4 separate regions of the Mus musculus genome follow, and all the other regions are linked to region 1. A link is a contact called in public Hi-C data. All regions are on one chromosome and are shown on one strand. Each heading gives the region's core, a stretch centred on a gene start, on an enhancer-like site or on the middle of the called end of the contact. The rest is flanking DNA. Distances are from core to core; before and after follow the strand shown.

The links. Hi-C and Micro-C count contacts between places; a contact is called where the count stands out from the background.
Region 2: a contact with region 1 is called in a Hi-C map of uterus, with 2.2 times the contacts expected there. The contact joins two enhancer-like sites. A contact is called at or near these places in 1 of 15 datasets of contacts at CTCF or cohesin (the NIH/3T3 cell line), 2 of 484 Hi-C or Micro-C datasets (cortical neurons and uterus), 4 of 115 datasets of contacts at active chromatin or transcription factors (the NIH/3T3 cell line, astrocytes, craniofacial prominence and 1 more) and 1 of 9 other capture datasets (embryonic stem cells).
Region 3: a contact with region 1 is called in a Hi-C map of cerebellum, with 1.6 times the contacts expected there. The contact joins two enhancer-like sites. A contact is called at or near these places in 2 of 484 Hi-C or Micro-C datasets (bone marrow-derived macrophages and cerebellum), 2 of 115 datasets of contacts at active chromatin or transcription factors (cardiomyocytes and large pre-B cells) and 1 of 9 other capture datasets (embryonic stem cells).
Region 4: a Hi-C map of bone marrow-derived macrophages shows a contact between it and region 1, with 18 read pairs. The contact joins two enhancer-like sites. A contact is called at or near these places in 5 of 484 Hi-C or Micro-C datasets (the BV-2 cell line, bone marrow-derived macrophages, nephron progenitors and 1 more), 5 of 115 datasets of contacts at active chromatin or transcription factors (the NIH/3T3 cell line, astrocytes, cardiomyocytes and 2 more) and 1 of 9 other capture datasets (embryonic stem cells).

What each region holds. Positions count from the first base shown.
Region 1 is chr4:55,649,416-55,653,026 of GRCm38.p6, forward strand. No RefSeq gene overlaps it. Among named protein-coding and RNA genes, the nearest start is that of Gm12511, 79 kb to the left of the region's middle. Within about 2 kb of position 1,851, at least 310 of the 459 cell types and tissues checked have an H3K27ac peak or open chromatin away from gene starts, as enhancers often do. A contact at or near this core is called in bone marrow-derived macrophages, cerebellum and uterus, where this site is marked.
Region 2 is chr4:56,159,045-56,162,655 of GRCm38.p6, forward strand. No RefSeq gene overlaps it. Among named protein-coding and RNA genes, the nearest start is that of Gm42291, 160 kb to the right of the region's middle. Within about 2 kb of position 1,682, at least 16 of the 459 cell types and tissues checked have an H3K27ac peak or open chromatin away from gene starts, as enhancers often do. A contact at or near this core is called in uterus, where this site is marked.
Region 3 is chr4:56,089,326-56,092,936 of GRCm38.p6, forward strand. No RefSeq gene overlaps it. Among named protein-coding and RNA genes, the nearest start is that of Gm12519, 90 kb to the left of the region's middle. Within about 2 kb of position 1,781, at least 10 of the 459 cell types and tissues checked have an H3K27ac peak or open chromatin away from gene starts, as enhancers often do. A contact at or near this core is called in cerebellum, where this site is marked.
Region 4 is chr4:56,025,283-56,028,893 of GRCm38.p6, forward strand. No RefSeq gene overlaps it. Among named protein-coding and RNA genes, the nearest start is that of Gm12519, 26 kb to the left of the region's middle. Within about 2 kb of position 1,594, at least 5 of the 459 cell types and tissues checked have an H3K27ac peak or open chromatin away from gene starts, as enhancers often do. A contact at or near this core is called in bone marrow-derived macrophages, where this site is marked.

The sequences.
Region 1 (3,611 bases), core at 601-3,100:
GGGTGTGCCATGTCTGCCTGTGAGGTACTTGTAGTCCAGTTGTGTGTTCAAGCTTCTCTCTCTGAGACCTGGGGCCTTGAGAGACAAAGCCTTTTCTTCTTCAGGACTCAGCCTCATGGAACCAAGGAGGTGCCTAGGGAAGGGTGGGTGCTTCTCTGACATCTCAGCTTTTTGGAATTTAGCCTAGTAGTTAAGAACACAGCTTCTGGAAGTAAGCTGTCTGGGTTCAAATGCTGTGCTCAGACTTTCATATTGTGGCACTTTCTGTACACTCACAGCGGGGACAATGGCATCTACCTTCCAGGGATATGGTAATGTGACTATCACTAGTCACTAAAGCTTTGACCAGACCACACATTTCTGATGTACCTCGGTTGATCTGCTGTACCTGGCTTCCCTCATCCCTTCTATCCATTCAGTCTAATTATTATGGGTCAAGAACAGCAATTGTCAGTCAGTGTGCTGGGAGCTGCAGAATCAGCCAAGTCACATCTATCCTTGGAGTCTCCTCCTCTGAGGTGGTTAAATCTCAGTCTTTCTTAGGGAATACTTCTTTGCCTCGTCCACCCGGACAAATAGATATTTGTCATCCCTGTAATACCAAAAAGTGGAGAGGGAGGGAAGGAGGGAGGGAGGGAGGGAGGGTGTCCGTTCCTTTTCCTCATAACATTTGGCTTTTTAGGAGAGTCACTGTGCCAGAAATTTTGGAATATCTTGTTACTTTAGACAACGGAAGACAGGGAGACTTCTCATTTTTAATTGGGAGTAAAAACTTGTGTATGGAGCAGAGGTGAGGTTTCCACAGGTCAGAGAACTCACCTCTGCTGGGCTGGATTGGAGCTGAGGAGGAGGGGCAGCAGAACTGAGTTGGCTTCCTTCCACGAAGTGAGAAATCGCCACGGCATGGATGATGCAACTGAACGGAGATGGTGCAGAAAGTCCTATCAGCACATTGACTCACCTCGCCCAGCCTCAGTTTCCCTTTGTGTAAAAATAAGAGGTCCGAAATTCTTGTACAGGGCACTAGGTTTACCCGAGGGCATGAGCAGGAGAATGCCAGCTGCAGACAGATTCACAGGGAGGGAGGGTGCTTGTGGGATATGAGGGCTTCCACATCTAGGCACAAGGAATATTCCTCCTTTTCTGTTTTCTGGGTCCCTGCATAGCTGGCGGCCCCAGTGAAGGGCTGTAGGGGGCAGCCTGAGTGTTCTGGCTGGGGGTGGGGTAGGGTGGGGTGGGGTGGGCAACAGCTGGACAAGTTACTGGGAAATCATATTATTTCAGACTACTAGGTATTCTAGGGGCGTAGTGATGATGGTGGATCTTTTCTGTTTTATTTGATGAAGTTGGCCTTGATAAATGCTGCTGCTTTGTTTTTTCGCTCTCCCACATGTTTGTAAATCTTCGAAACACGCAGTTCCAGTATAAAAGGGAGGTGTAGAAGGGACTTGATTTGAGCCTGGCTGGAGGCATGCAGCTTTTGGAGTGGCAGCTTGTTGTCACCTTCCCCTGAGACAAAGGCTGTATTAACCTTGGGAGCATCAGGCTTCTTGGCCACTTTCTCTGAGGCCATCCTGATGTGCATTTTCCTTTCTCATCTCTAGGGAGGCAGCACACAGAACGCAAGGCCGCCGAGGATGGAGAGGGTAGGGCTCTGCGAGGTGCCTCTCCAAGGCCTGGGTCCCCAGGTCAAGGGCAAGATGTGCGGTGCAGGCACTCCCGAGCTGGCTGGCGCAGCAGCTAGGATGCTGCGCAGAGCGCTGCTGGCGGCGTCGGGAACTGACCAGGCCGCGTGTGAGCGCCGGGATTCCTGCTCCGGCCTTAAATATGCCGGTTATTTTTATCCCCCTACGTCAGGCCAGCGAAGGCCATCCCACCAGTGGCCGCGGCAGGCTGCTACACAATGTTTCCCTTCAGTCGGGAGGGGAAATGGAGGGAGGCCAGACTTCCTGATCACATGGTGCTGAAGTCAATGAAAAAAAATGAAGGGGGACCCCTCCCTTGCGCTGGGGTGCGCGGGCCAGGGCCCCCCACCCACCCCCTCGGGCCGCGCGGCCAGGGAAGCGCAGGCTCGCGGGCGGGCGCGGGGCCAGGCGCAGGACCGGGCAAACATAAACACCAGATCGGGGCAGTAATTGGCGGCTCCGAGATCGCTGAGGAAATGAGAGGCTTGTACGAAACATCAGCCGACAAGAAACGGGGTGATGTCAGACAGCCTTCCAGGATTAGAAACCCTTAAAAGCTCCGAGCCCGCGGCGGCTGCGGAAAAGCGCTTTCGGTCCTGGCTCTGCGGGTAGGAAGCCCGCGGACTGCGGACGACTCCGGGCTCCTCTCTTCCTCGCTCTCTTCTCCTCTCTTCCCCCCCCCCCCCCCCCACCCGCTCTAGTCTCTTCTCCTTGAATTCCCTTTTTGATTTTGAACTAAAAAGAAGGGGAAAGACGTCAATTTCCATGTCTAAAGCATCTCGCCTCCCCTCCTCCCTCCTTGTATCCTGTTACTACTTTTGGACTAACAGATCCTACTCAAATCAAGCAGGAGGGGGATAAATAAAAGTTTAGCTCTGTTGTCCGAGTCTCTTCGGTTTCTTCTTACATTCTCTTAGAACTGCGAGTTGCAATACTTAGCACACACAACAGGGGTTTTCTAGCTGCTTCTCTGCTCTCCAGTCTTGAGGGCAGCTTAGCTAACAGTCAGTGGCAGGTTGTTCCCTAACCCACAGGAGCCTCCTGTGACCTTACGGTAGAAGCTGAGCCTCATTTGTTCATTGCCTGCATACATCAAAAAAAGCGCCACTTTTCCAGGCGTTTCTCTTTCAGTGTTTACCTGGATTAAAGGGGGTGTGGATGTTTGGAAAGGGCTCGAGCCCCTGCAAGGAGAGGCACCCAAGGCACCCTTTTCAAAGGATGATTTATGTTTGGGTTTTCTCAGATAGGGGCGCAAAGAGTCCGTTCCCTGTCTCTGTGACAGGTGAGCTCCGCACCTGGCTCCTAGCTTTGGGATATTTCAGCAGCTTCACACAGCACTGTCACTTACTCTCCTTTAAGGCAGGTTTGCTCACCTTTCTTCCAGAGACCCAGGAAAGGGTCACAGCTGGGCCAAGTTTGTACAACCTCAGAAGAAGAATGGGGCTAATTCCAAAGACATAGGTTTAACTCATTGCTGTCCACTCATTGTACTCCCCTGCAACACTGTTGAATCTTTTGATAGTTCCCTCCCATGGTTGACAGTCACTTGAGCCAAGTATATCATCCAGTTATACCACCTGCTGGGTGGCAGATAAAAGGCTGTTTTCCAGCTGTTCTCCACACATCTGTCTTTGGTGACTGGGTGCTCTGAAAAAAATCACACGAGGAGGCCTCGTTTTCTAGTACACCCCGGTTGTCCTAGGTTAGATACTGATGTCTCCTTTCCTTCACTTCAGAGTCTTGGGGTCTTGATGGCCTGTTCTTGCCCCCTGTCCCATCACTTCTCTCCCCAGCTAGTGCACATGGTCTGGGGCTTGTGGAGGGGCTGGTGGAGGGACGACAGAAGTATTTCAGGTTCTGAGTTGTGTTATGGCAGGAGATAGCATTATGTCTTCTTCAGGCAGATTGTCCTCTGACGGTGTCTGC
Region 2 (3,611 bases), core at 432-2,931, 510 kb after region 1:
AAATTTAATAGATGATAGCAAACAGAAGCACCATAACATATAAAACCAATCAGTTTGTAAGTGGAAACTGAAGTTTAGAGTCAGGAAAGAGCCTGCCTTCACCCCATCTGTAGCCAATGTAGAAACAGGATCTGGAAGCCAGGCATTTGTACAGTGGCAGAGTACACTCCTGTCAGAAGGAGGCAGACACTTCAAACTTGCCCCAGCTCTGATGTGGGTGGGTATTTCTATATTCTGTATTTTCAGCCTCACCTGTAATTCAGTTTTCCTCCTATAGGTCCTGGGACCTTCTGCTAAATGTGCCAAATGTGGAACAGAGAGAATGAAACACATGAGTATGTCTCTTCATTCCCACAGTCTCCATCTCAAACAATGATGAGAGAGTAACCAGGGTGGGTCAAATGCTCTCTACAAATTGTACAAAGCCAGTGGTGAGACTAAGCTATCATTAGCACCAACTTGTCTCACTGGGGGCCAGCTAAAGCCAGTTTTCCATGTGTGCTCATTTCTACACGTTCTGTATGAAACACCAGCTCTCACACTTTCTACATAAGTGCACACATGGTTTATATAATAAGCCATTAACTAATCTGGTCCATTGATGAGCATTGAGCTTCCAGTGAGATACAGTGTGCTTAGATCTCAGATGAACACACTGTGGCAGAGGATTTAGAGTACAGCTTTTCTACTCTGAGAAAATTGGCAGGCATTTTTTTTTCATTCTTGTTTCTTTATTGTTGGGATTTGGGTTTGGGGCTTGGGGACTTTGGGGGGTTATTTTGGTTGTTTTGTTTTTGTTCTTGTTTTGTTCTTTCATCATTGTGATGAGAACATGTCTGTCAGCCACCTCTGGGCTTCATTCTAATTGCTGCCTTTATTTTATTCCTATGTGTGAGTATGCCTGAGAGTGTGTATGTGCGCCCCAGGGTGCAGGTGTCTGAGCAAGCCAGAAGAGGGCATCAGCTGCCCTGGAACTGAGTTTCAGGTGATTGTAAACTACCTGATGTAGGTGCTAGGAACTGAGCAAGGGACCTCTGCAAGAGCAGCAAGTGCTCTTAACTCCTGAGCCATCTCTCCAGACCCCAGTCTGCATTCTTAATTAAGAGTATTTGTGGCATTTTACCATCTTGAAGCAAGTTACTTTTTTGGAAAAAAAAAGTTTAGTTTTGGTCTTCTAATTTTCTTGTCAATGATGTAATGAATCTCTTTCTGACATGGAAAACTAATCTGGACCCCAGCCCTAGTCTGTGTTCTTCTTAGTGTTGATCATTAAAAATCCTCTCCTCCTGTCCTATAAGCATCCCCAACATTGCATTTGTGTCACTGGAGTGAGATGAATTCACTTCCATGACAACTGTGAAATTGAGCCCCCTCTGAGCTCCATCACCTACTGCAGGGCTGGTGCATAGTGGGTCCCAGTGTCCCAGTGTCCCAGTATGGATCTGAATGAATGTAATCAGGCACAAACGTGTTTGTGCTTTTGATGCATTGTCTAATTCAAGAGAACAGCTAAGCAGTCTGGAAGACAGACGTGCAAAGGCCGATGATGGTCACTCAGAGTGTGGGAAGATCCCTTGCTTTGGTAAAAAGGTCCTACTAGCAATTTGGGACCCATTGCCTATTGCTGTATGTAGTCCCTGTTAGTCACCAGAAGGATGACTCAAAATGGGTCACAGAGAGAGCAACATGGGAGGATGTTAATGAGTACGCTGGATGAATCAGATGGGCCTGGTTTGCTTCATATTCGGTCTGATCCAGTTTCCACGCATCTTGCGAAAAGAAGGACACACGTGAGGGTGACATTTTAATCCAAATGTATCAAAAATGTTTTGTGATATGAGCAGGGGTCAGTGAGGAAAAATTCAGTTCCCCTCTGAGGGCTCATTTAAACGAGCAGCTCCATGCTTTGGAACACTTGGCAAGAGGACAGCCGAGGGCCTGTGCAGCCCATCCATGCAGATCAAGTCAGTCTCTCAGCTTATATAACACAGAAGAAGCAAGGTCCAGGCCTTCCAGCCAGAGGAGAGCCGAGCTGACAGGCATGTGGAGGGATCAACACGGGGCCTGCTTAATATTCCTGACACTACTTCCTGCTTCTAATAAAATCTGCAGCCTGATGGTTTGCTTCCCACCTCAGAAATGGAGGAGATCCCTGGAGAAGAGAGGTGCGTGGCCTCACCAACAGGATCGAAGCTTTAACTCAGTAAATGTTAGAGCCCTGAAAGGCATGAGGGAAGCAGGAGCTTAATTAGACACACATTGCTCCATCAAGTCATTATTTATTCAATATGGTTCATTCAAATACAGGGGGAAAATCCCGAACAGTAACCAAACAAAAGCTCTCCCTCGGCTGCCCCATTGTACTTTACACAGGCCATGAATGAAACAGATGGAGGAGGGGGAAGGATGTGTTCTTAATTGCAGAGAGATGCAGTGAGGTGTTTCCAACAGTGGCTTTGGGCAATGGGCACATGACAATCTATTTTTTTTCTGGTAACCACTATTCCACTTTTATAGACAATTTTTATTGTGAAATGACACGGGTATCAAAATAAAGGGGTTTAAACTTATACACAAAGGTCTAAAAGTGCCACAGACTATCTAGTATGATTGCTTACACAATATGACACTCATCTACCTAAAAAGGTACCTTCTACATAATGACATGCCCCACTCCAAAGGCTCACCTTCTGGTTGTTTAATCAAAATTTCATTTCTATGTAATGTCTTCAATATCTTTGAAATCAAGCTCTTCTTTGCCTGGTTTTACACTCTTAGATATATTGTGTGAGGAGCGGGTGTGGCAGCAGTCCCAAGATGGCACCCGGGACTGCAGCTAAGTCTTATGACTTGCACCTGACTTCCTCATACACCTGAAAATAAGCCACGACCATCGTGAGAGCTGCGCAGGTGCACCATGATGCTGGCGGTGTAAACAAGTGCATATTTGGTGGAAACATGCCCCTGCCGCCCTGATTGGCTGAAGCTGCATGCCTGGTGAGGTGGCGTGGCCTGCTGTAAGTGGATGATGGTGGGGGGGGGGGGCTGAGAGTATATAAGCAATGCCAGTTTTGGGGCTCGGGGTCTTTCGCCTTTGCTATCACGCTCTTCCAATAAACGTGTGCAGAAGAATCCTGTTATGGCATCTTCCTTGCTGGCGAGTCGGGCGTCCACAATATTGAACTGGGGAGATGCCCTGTCTGTGTTTCTTGCCTTGAAAGAATGAGGTCTTGAGTTCAATCCCCACAACTCATGTAACGAAGCTGGGTGTGGAACGGTGGTAAGTACTTGTCATACCAGTGCAGCAGTGGCAGAGACTGGCAGAAAGCTGGGAGACACTGGTCATCAAACTTAGCCTGTTTGGTTATCGATAGGTTCAGTAAGAGATTCTGTCTCAAAAAACAAGGTTCGTAGTGCCCAAGGAAAGACACCTGAGGCCTCTGGACTAAACACACATACACCACATGTGCATGCATGTGCGCTCTCTCTCTCTCTCTCTTTCACACACACACACACACACACACACACACACACACACACACATACAAAATATACATACTCACACAAGCACAAACATACAAACAGATATACCACACACAGAGACATCGACA
Region 3 (3,611 bases), core at 531-3,030, 440 kb after region 1:
AAATAGAAGTAGTTGAAGTTATATGGGCCAGGCAACTATAGGCATGAGCATGAAGGATATGAAAGGGGAGATTTCAACAAGGATTCTAGGTGGAAAGTATAAATACACAGTTTGGGGGCTCTAACTGACAGGAATGTGAAAGTCTGCAGTGCATGGCCTGCTCAGGGCTTATAGTGACATCACATAGGCAAGACAAGGACACTTCTCATAATAAGAGTGAATAAAATATTGCCTGTGTCCGAGACAGGGAAAATTGACTAAACTGTCACCTAGCCAGGAGCTCCAGAGTCAACTTTGAGAAAATGCAGCTTCAGGTACAGGCACGTGCATGTATATGTTGTCACCATGTCTGAGGCCCGACAATCAGCTAGTGATGCTGGCATCAGTAATGCACAGCTGATCTTCCTGAACTGTCTTTGTCTGCGCCTACTCCTGTCTCTTCGGCCCCATTACCATCTTTCTAAAGAGTTCTCTATGCTTGTTATCCTTGCTATTGAGTGCAGTGAGCTGCTGCTCTGGGCACTTGCTTTAAGTTTTCACATGTTAGATGGTGATTTGGCTAACTCTTAGTAGACTGTGTATGCCATGACACTAGAGTATCTCTCTCTCTCTCCCTCTCTCTCTCTCTCTCTCTCTCTCTCTCTCTTTCTCTCTCTCTCTCTCTCTGTGTTTGTGTGTGTGTATGTATGTGCTCACTCATCACAGCATATACATAGAGATCAGAGAACAGCTCTTGGGACTCCATTTTTCCTTGGTACCTTACAAGATCCAGGGATTAAACTCCAGTTGTCAGTCCTGCCCACAAGAACCTCTTCCTACTAAGCCACTTTGTTGGCCCTTTTTTTCTTTTGATTCTCCAATATATTTTGTGTCGCTCGGAGAAAAAGGTCTTGAAGGTGTTGAGGTGTTGGCTTAATTGTGCAAAGGTGAGTGAAAGGGAAAACTGGTTTTCTTTTTCCTTCTGCGTGCTCAGATTTGAGAAAGTATCGCAACTTGGCAAAAAGGAAGCTTCTGGCTCAGCTAAGCCCACAGGAAATCAGGGACTGTGACCTGAAGGAGGTAGCTCCCTATCTAGGCATTGAAGTCTAAGACAAAGTTGGCCTAGGAAAGGAGCCAGGAGAAGCTGGGGACTTTGCCATAGCTCCTGAGATGCACAGAAGACAAAGCCTTTCTGCCTGTGCCTCCCTGTTTCTGGAGAATGGTAAGAAAGATGGTCGAGTGTTGGGATTCCCCTTGCCAGCTATGGCTATGGAAGACATGAGGTGGAGGGACAGAGCTCTAGGACAGCCTGCCCAGGACAGAACACCAACTTTGTGAGTGACATAGTCTCTATAAAGGAAAATATTGCTGTTCTGTGTCATAGGAGCTGAGAAGCAGCAGAGCCTGACGTCAGCTTTTGGCATGTCTGGGGGTCACAAGACCCTCAAAAGCCCTGGGTCTCACTCTGGTTCACCTTCTCACAGTGTCCTGCCCTGGACCTGGCCTGTTGTCACAGTGTGTCAGGAAGGCCTCTGATCCTGTGGAGCTGCTGGCACGGAGGGCTGAAGTGCTGGCCTGCCTGGCATTCTCTGATATCACTTTCATCTGGTGATAGTGCTTGCCCTGCACAGGCACCCATGTGAAGGAGCCATTCTTCCTCAGCCCCTTTCCATAACTCAGCTCAGTCAGCTCATTTGGCAAGGTTTGGCCTATGATGTGCCAAGGTCACAGAGTAGATGTGTGCCACACACATGGACACCCTGGGTAGAATCAAAGGAGGAGGCTTGATGCCATCTGGCCCAAGATGCTCACATTTCAGCTGAGTAAAGTGAGGCTCAGGAACAGGTTGTGACAAGTCCAAGGTCCCCCACTCAACACTGCCAAGGGAGCAGTGAGAGCCAGACATGTTTGAGACTTGTCCTTGAGGTGCTGGGTCACCAAAAGAAATTGACAGTTAAAGAAATCAACCCAAGTGTCACAGAGTAGAACAGCCCCAAACAGGTACATTGCACTATAGAAATGATGCCTTTGTGGCTTCCTCCCTCAAGCGTACAGCATCTGGATCCTGGGAGACAAGTTATTTTCCCCTCTCTGAATTTGTAATTCAGGGATAAAAATGACTAATCGTGCATGTCACACTGTCTCTGAGCTTGAGGCATTCACAGTTAGTTAGAAAAAAAAAATCAATATGCAGTCTAAATATGTAAGACACACAGCTAAGTCAAGAACCAAGGTTTTTTTCTCAGAGGAAGTAGTGACAAATGGTTCCTAGACGCTGAGGATACAGTGTGAACCCAGGGTGTAGTAAGCAACTCCCCATCCAGGACTGGGCTGGGGCACAGACACAGACAAGGGCTGAGACACAGAGCTGAGGCAAGGGTCAGATCTTGACACCGGAGTTGAAAGCAAGCACCGTCCTTCATCAAGTTCAGCGGCAACAGAATGGAGTTAAACACTAAACACAGTGTGTCTCCGCAATCCCTGGAAACCCAAATGATTCATTTTGGGGGACATCACACGTGATTACACCTAATGCCGTCTACTTGAATCATGTCAATTTTGTAGTTGGAGTCTCAGAGTTTCAAGGGTATGAAGTTGATGGCTACTTTTATATTGCATTTAAACCCACTTAGTCAAACTTGGTGAAGATTTATGTAGGTTGCCATGAAATACTGAGCCCTGGAGCCTGGGAAGAAGTAAAGGCCAGCCAGGAGGACGTTCCAAATGCTTAAAAGAAATAGAATCAGTTAAGTTCCAGGCTTTGAAATACAATACCCATGTTCCACTATCTAAAGATAACCAGTTCTGATTTACCTTGACCAAGTAAAGTCACTTCTCTAAATCTGCCTCCTCTTCTGTAACAGAGATAATGGTAAAGAGAATTAAATCACTAAGTGATAAAGACCACTAGTGATCCACAGAGGGCTTAGCACCGAACCTGGGAAAAGCATGTGTTCAGTAACAATGAAATTAAGGGTTCACAGTAAGAAATACCAACAAACGTCAAAGTGAGGGCAAAGAGTTCTCTCTTTCTCTCCCTCCCCTGCTTTGTGGTTGATCTCTCTCTCTCTCTCTCTCTCTCTCTCTCTCTCTCTCTCTCTCTCTCTCTGTCTGTCTCTCTCTGTTTGTGTGTGTGTGTGTGTATGTGTGTGTGTGTGTGTGTGTGTGTGTGTGTGTGTGTGTGTGTGTTTATAAGGGACAAGGAGGCATGTCACCTATCCAAGGATGATCCTGAACTTCCGATGTAGCTGTCAATGACCTTTAACTTCCAAACCTTCTAAAGCCCCAACTCCCATGTGCTGGGGTTATATGCATGTACCACCCCACACTGCTTTTGCAAGCAAGGCAAACAGTCTTATTGATAAGTCTGGGCTGCATCCTCAGCCCCACTCTTGCTACATTTTGATGCAACATTGTTCTGTGTGAGACCAAGGAAACTTTAGAGGTAAAATTTAGGAGTTAGGAATTTTGAGTTACTACATCCAGGCCCCAAAAGCCTGGGCCTGGCTCCTTCTGGGCCTATGAAGGCTAATCTTGATTGTCAACTGGACAGGATCGGCAATCAACTAAAATGAAACCCACTGGGCACTCCTCAGTAAGATTTTCTTGATCAGATCATTTGAATTGGAAAG
Region 4 (3,611 bases), core at 344-2,843, 380 kb after region 1:
TGAGGAGAGCTGGTGGAATCTTGGATCCACTATGACATCCCCAGAGTCACACATGGTAATCCTTGACTCTGAAATCTTAAGACTGGAACAGATCTGAAAACATACACTCAGTGTGTGTGTGCCATTGTGAGCATGCGTGCGAGTACATGCATGCATGAGTTTGTGGTGTGTTTATACAGTCTTGTCTTGATGAACCACACAGCCCAGTGGGAGAGACGTGTAAATAAACATACAATCAGAACTGTCCTGTGATGAACAGATGCCTCAGTAGACAAAGACTGTGGCTTGAGGACTCAGAGGAGGATACGTCATCCTCTTGCAAGAAACAGGGGAGGTTCTAGAGAGAAAGACAGTAGGCCTGTGGTAAAGGGAACATTCATCAGGCAGTTATTTTATAAATTTTCCCATGGGTACACCGAAACTCCAAGGATTTGGATTCGTCCTGAGTTTACTGGTACCGACACCAAAAAGGGGCTCTGCTTTCTATTTGGATGATACTCTGTAGATCACGTGTGTGATGAACCCAGCTATTAAGCATCTTTCTCCAGACACCATCAAACAGGAGGCCATGGCCACTAATCAGGGCATCTTGTGCTCCTGATGTCACTGCCTGCCCTCTGTTGGAACATTTCTTGCTTGAGGACTCTCCTTTAATAAAATCTAGAGCGAGCATTACAAAGACAGCTCTAGGCAAATGAATTCTTCATGCCGGAAAGTCCTAGAGCCGCGCAAGAAGACCTCCTCTCAGACAGAAAGCGTGTGGGCAATAAATGTGAACCACCGGTACCTGAAGCTGACACAGTAACTACCTGACGCACTGACATGGATTCTCCCTGAAAGAAGAGAGTTTGCAAAATTGGTTTCAGGCCGGTTTGGTTTGAGGTCTGGGTACATTTATTTACAATCGGGGTGATCACAAGTCTGCTTTCCTCCTGATGATAGGATGGGGCACTTGTCTTTCCAAATCCTAAGATTGTTTGAAAATGGAGTCTGAGGAGCTGTGTGGTGGCTTAGAAAATACTACAATTACACTATATGCTTTCATTTTTCAAGGTGATATTTAAAACAAAATCATTGGTTGTGCCATCAGTGGTTATTGGCAGATGAGTCACCACACTTAAGTTAGCAGAGCCCACCTAGGTGTCTGCTAACAAAGGGGAGAGTAAAGAAACTACAGTGCATATACACAATCCATTTTTCTTCATCCATAATGAAGAACTCTATGTATTAATCTTCAATAACATAAAAATAAATATCACTGGTTTCTTTAGTCAATAGACATATTTTCCTAGTGTTTCAAGTCTATACCATCTTTGTATCAAATATCGTAAAAACTTGGAGAAATTTCTATCTGAAACCAACCTTCACGTTATAGATGTATAGACAGATAGATATATGGCCAGATATTAAGACATATAGATATAGGGCAAGAATTTCACCATGGCTTATGTAAGAAGCACATAAAATTCACAGCAAAGCAGATCCCATGTCCCCTGACTCATCCTTCCGTGCCTTCAACAAGTTGACAGTGTGCAACTCACAGAACATGTGCGTGCGGCAGATTCTTCCTGCTTCTGGCTGAGTCAGAGACAGGAAGTACGGCTTCCTTCTGGATTCTTCCATGACACCATTGCATCCTCCCTTAATAAGGACTCTCACTTAGTTCATCTCCTTCATAGAAGGCCATTTGCAAACACCTGTTCACTGCCAGGCTGATATGGTTGCTTGCATTTGAATCACACTCTTCAATCTTAACCTGGTGCATTATTGGTAAGCCCACAGATGGGGAAACTGAGGCACTGGAAGCTGGCATAAAATGGCTGGGAAACAGCAAAGCTGGAACGCTCATTTTAAAAGACATAATGCTTTTATTTCCTTCCATTGCACTGTGCATGCCAGCTTCAGAAGGTCGGGCTCCATCAGAAATAATCTTTCCCAATGGCAGCTCAAAAAGTAGAATCAGTGTTCACAAATAAACCCTGGTGGGCAGAATTAAGATCACAATTTAGACTTCTGGGGTAGCAGGACTATTTTTTTTTTAAACAAGATTGCAAAAAATAAAAATGGCAGTAATATTTTCCACATACTCAGTGACTCTTCTCCAGAGCAGTTTCACAAATTCAACGGAGATGAATCACAGGTAGGATTTACGAGTGTGTCCAACATGTAGCAGTGTGGGAGGCCCTATTACAGACAATGTCTATGTAATGACAGGAGCGCTGAAACCAGGCTGCTTAAATCACAGACGCTTGGCAGATAGGATGGATTCATTATGATTGTGTAAGAGGGCAGAAAAAGAAGAGTAAGTAGTAAGGCTTACTCTAGAAGCGGCTATTCATAACGATGTAGTAGTCTTCATCTTCCTTCTTGTCCTTGGACACGACTTAAAAATATTCTTCCAGAACTAGACCATGTAAATATGTCTATTCTGCTTTCATACTTGGTCATCATGGTGTTATTTACAGGCGATTGGGATCAGAATCCATTATATGCATGTGTGGTATTCTCAAAGAATTACTTAAGATACTATATTGCAAAGATATTATATACTGTGATATAAATTATTCCTTTAAAATAATATTTGGTGGATAGAAATAGTCCGAGTGTGGGAATAAAAGAAAAATAGGGAAGAAGCATGCAAGAGGTGAAATTAAAATGCAAAAGAAAGGAATGGAGATGGGGGTGGTCCCATGAGAGAAGACGACAGTGACCATCTCATGCCAATGATACCCTGGCCTCTCCAGCACCAGTTAGCTTTTCATGGCATCATTTGGTTGGCTCTTAAACCCACTGTGAGTCCTTCCGTAGCACTGGCAAGCCTTGTCTGGAAAGGGTCAGTCAGTATGTTGTTCATGCTTTGCCAGAATTATGATGTCTGTAGCAATTATTCAACTCTGCCCTTAGAGAACCAAATCAGACTCCTCAGTCCAATAACATTCATTTGGCACAAACACAGTAAGGATGGGATATCCTCCACCCCAGGGTGGGTTCTTTTATCAATTCTCATCTGGACTCTATTAATAGTCTCCAAATATCTGTTGGTGGAGTTTTTGTCTTTGTCCTCAATCACCTGAGAGAGATTTGAAAATCGTTACAGAAAAGTCAACAAGATGCATACAATGTCTGGGGCATCAGAGAAAACGAAGCCAGTTGATGTGTGTCAGTCAGTGGGACAGCCTTGTAAGTGGAAAGGTATCTAGCCTGAGTTCCCATAATTAAGCAGAACTTCACCTATATGTATCTATGGTCTATAGTGTTTCTTCTCCCCGATAACTTAGGCATGTCTCCATGGAAACTCCCAAATCTTGGCTTTACACAGAGCAGTAAAATTTCCCAAGAAACTTGTGGGCACTTTCCAGGGCAGACATTACCAAATCATTGCTGTGGCTTATTTAGCAGCCTTGTTTGATCACTGTGCTAAAGCAGCAAACACGGTTCTTCTTTGAAGTCTCTCTGTGTTAAGTTTATTTGGTGTGCGCATGCATGACATACAAGGCACTAAAGATGAAATCTCAGGGAGTTGTTTCAAGATACAAATTCCACCCACAGCTCTGGGATGTGGGGCAACCGATGCATCCATTAAATCCCATAAGGAATGCCTACTGTGTGCA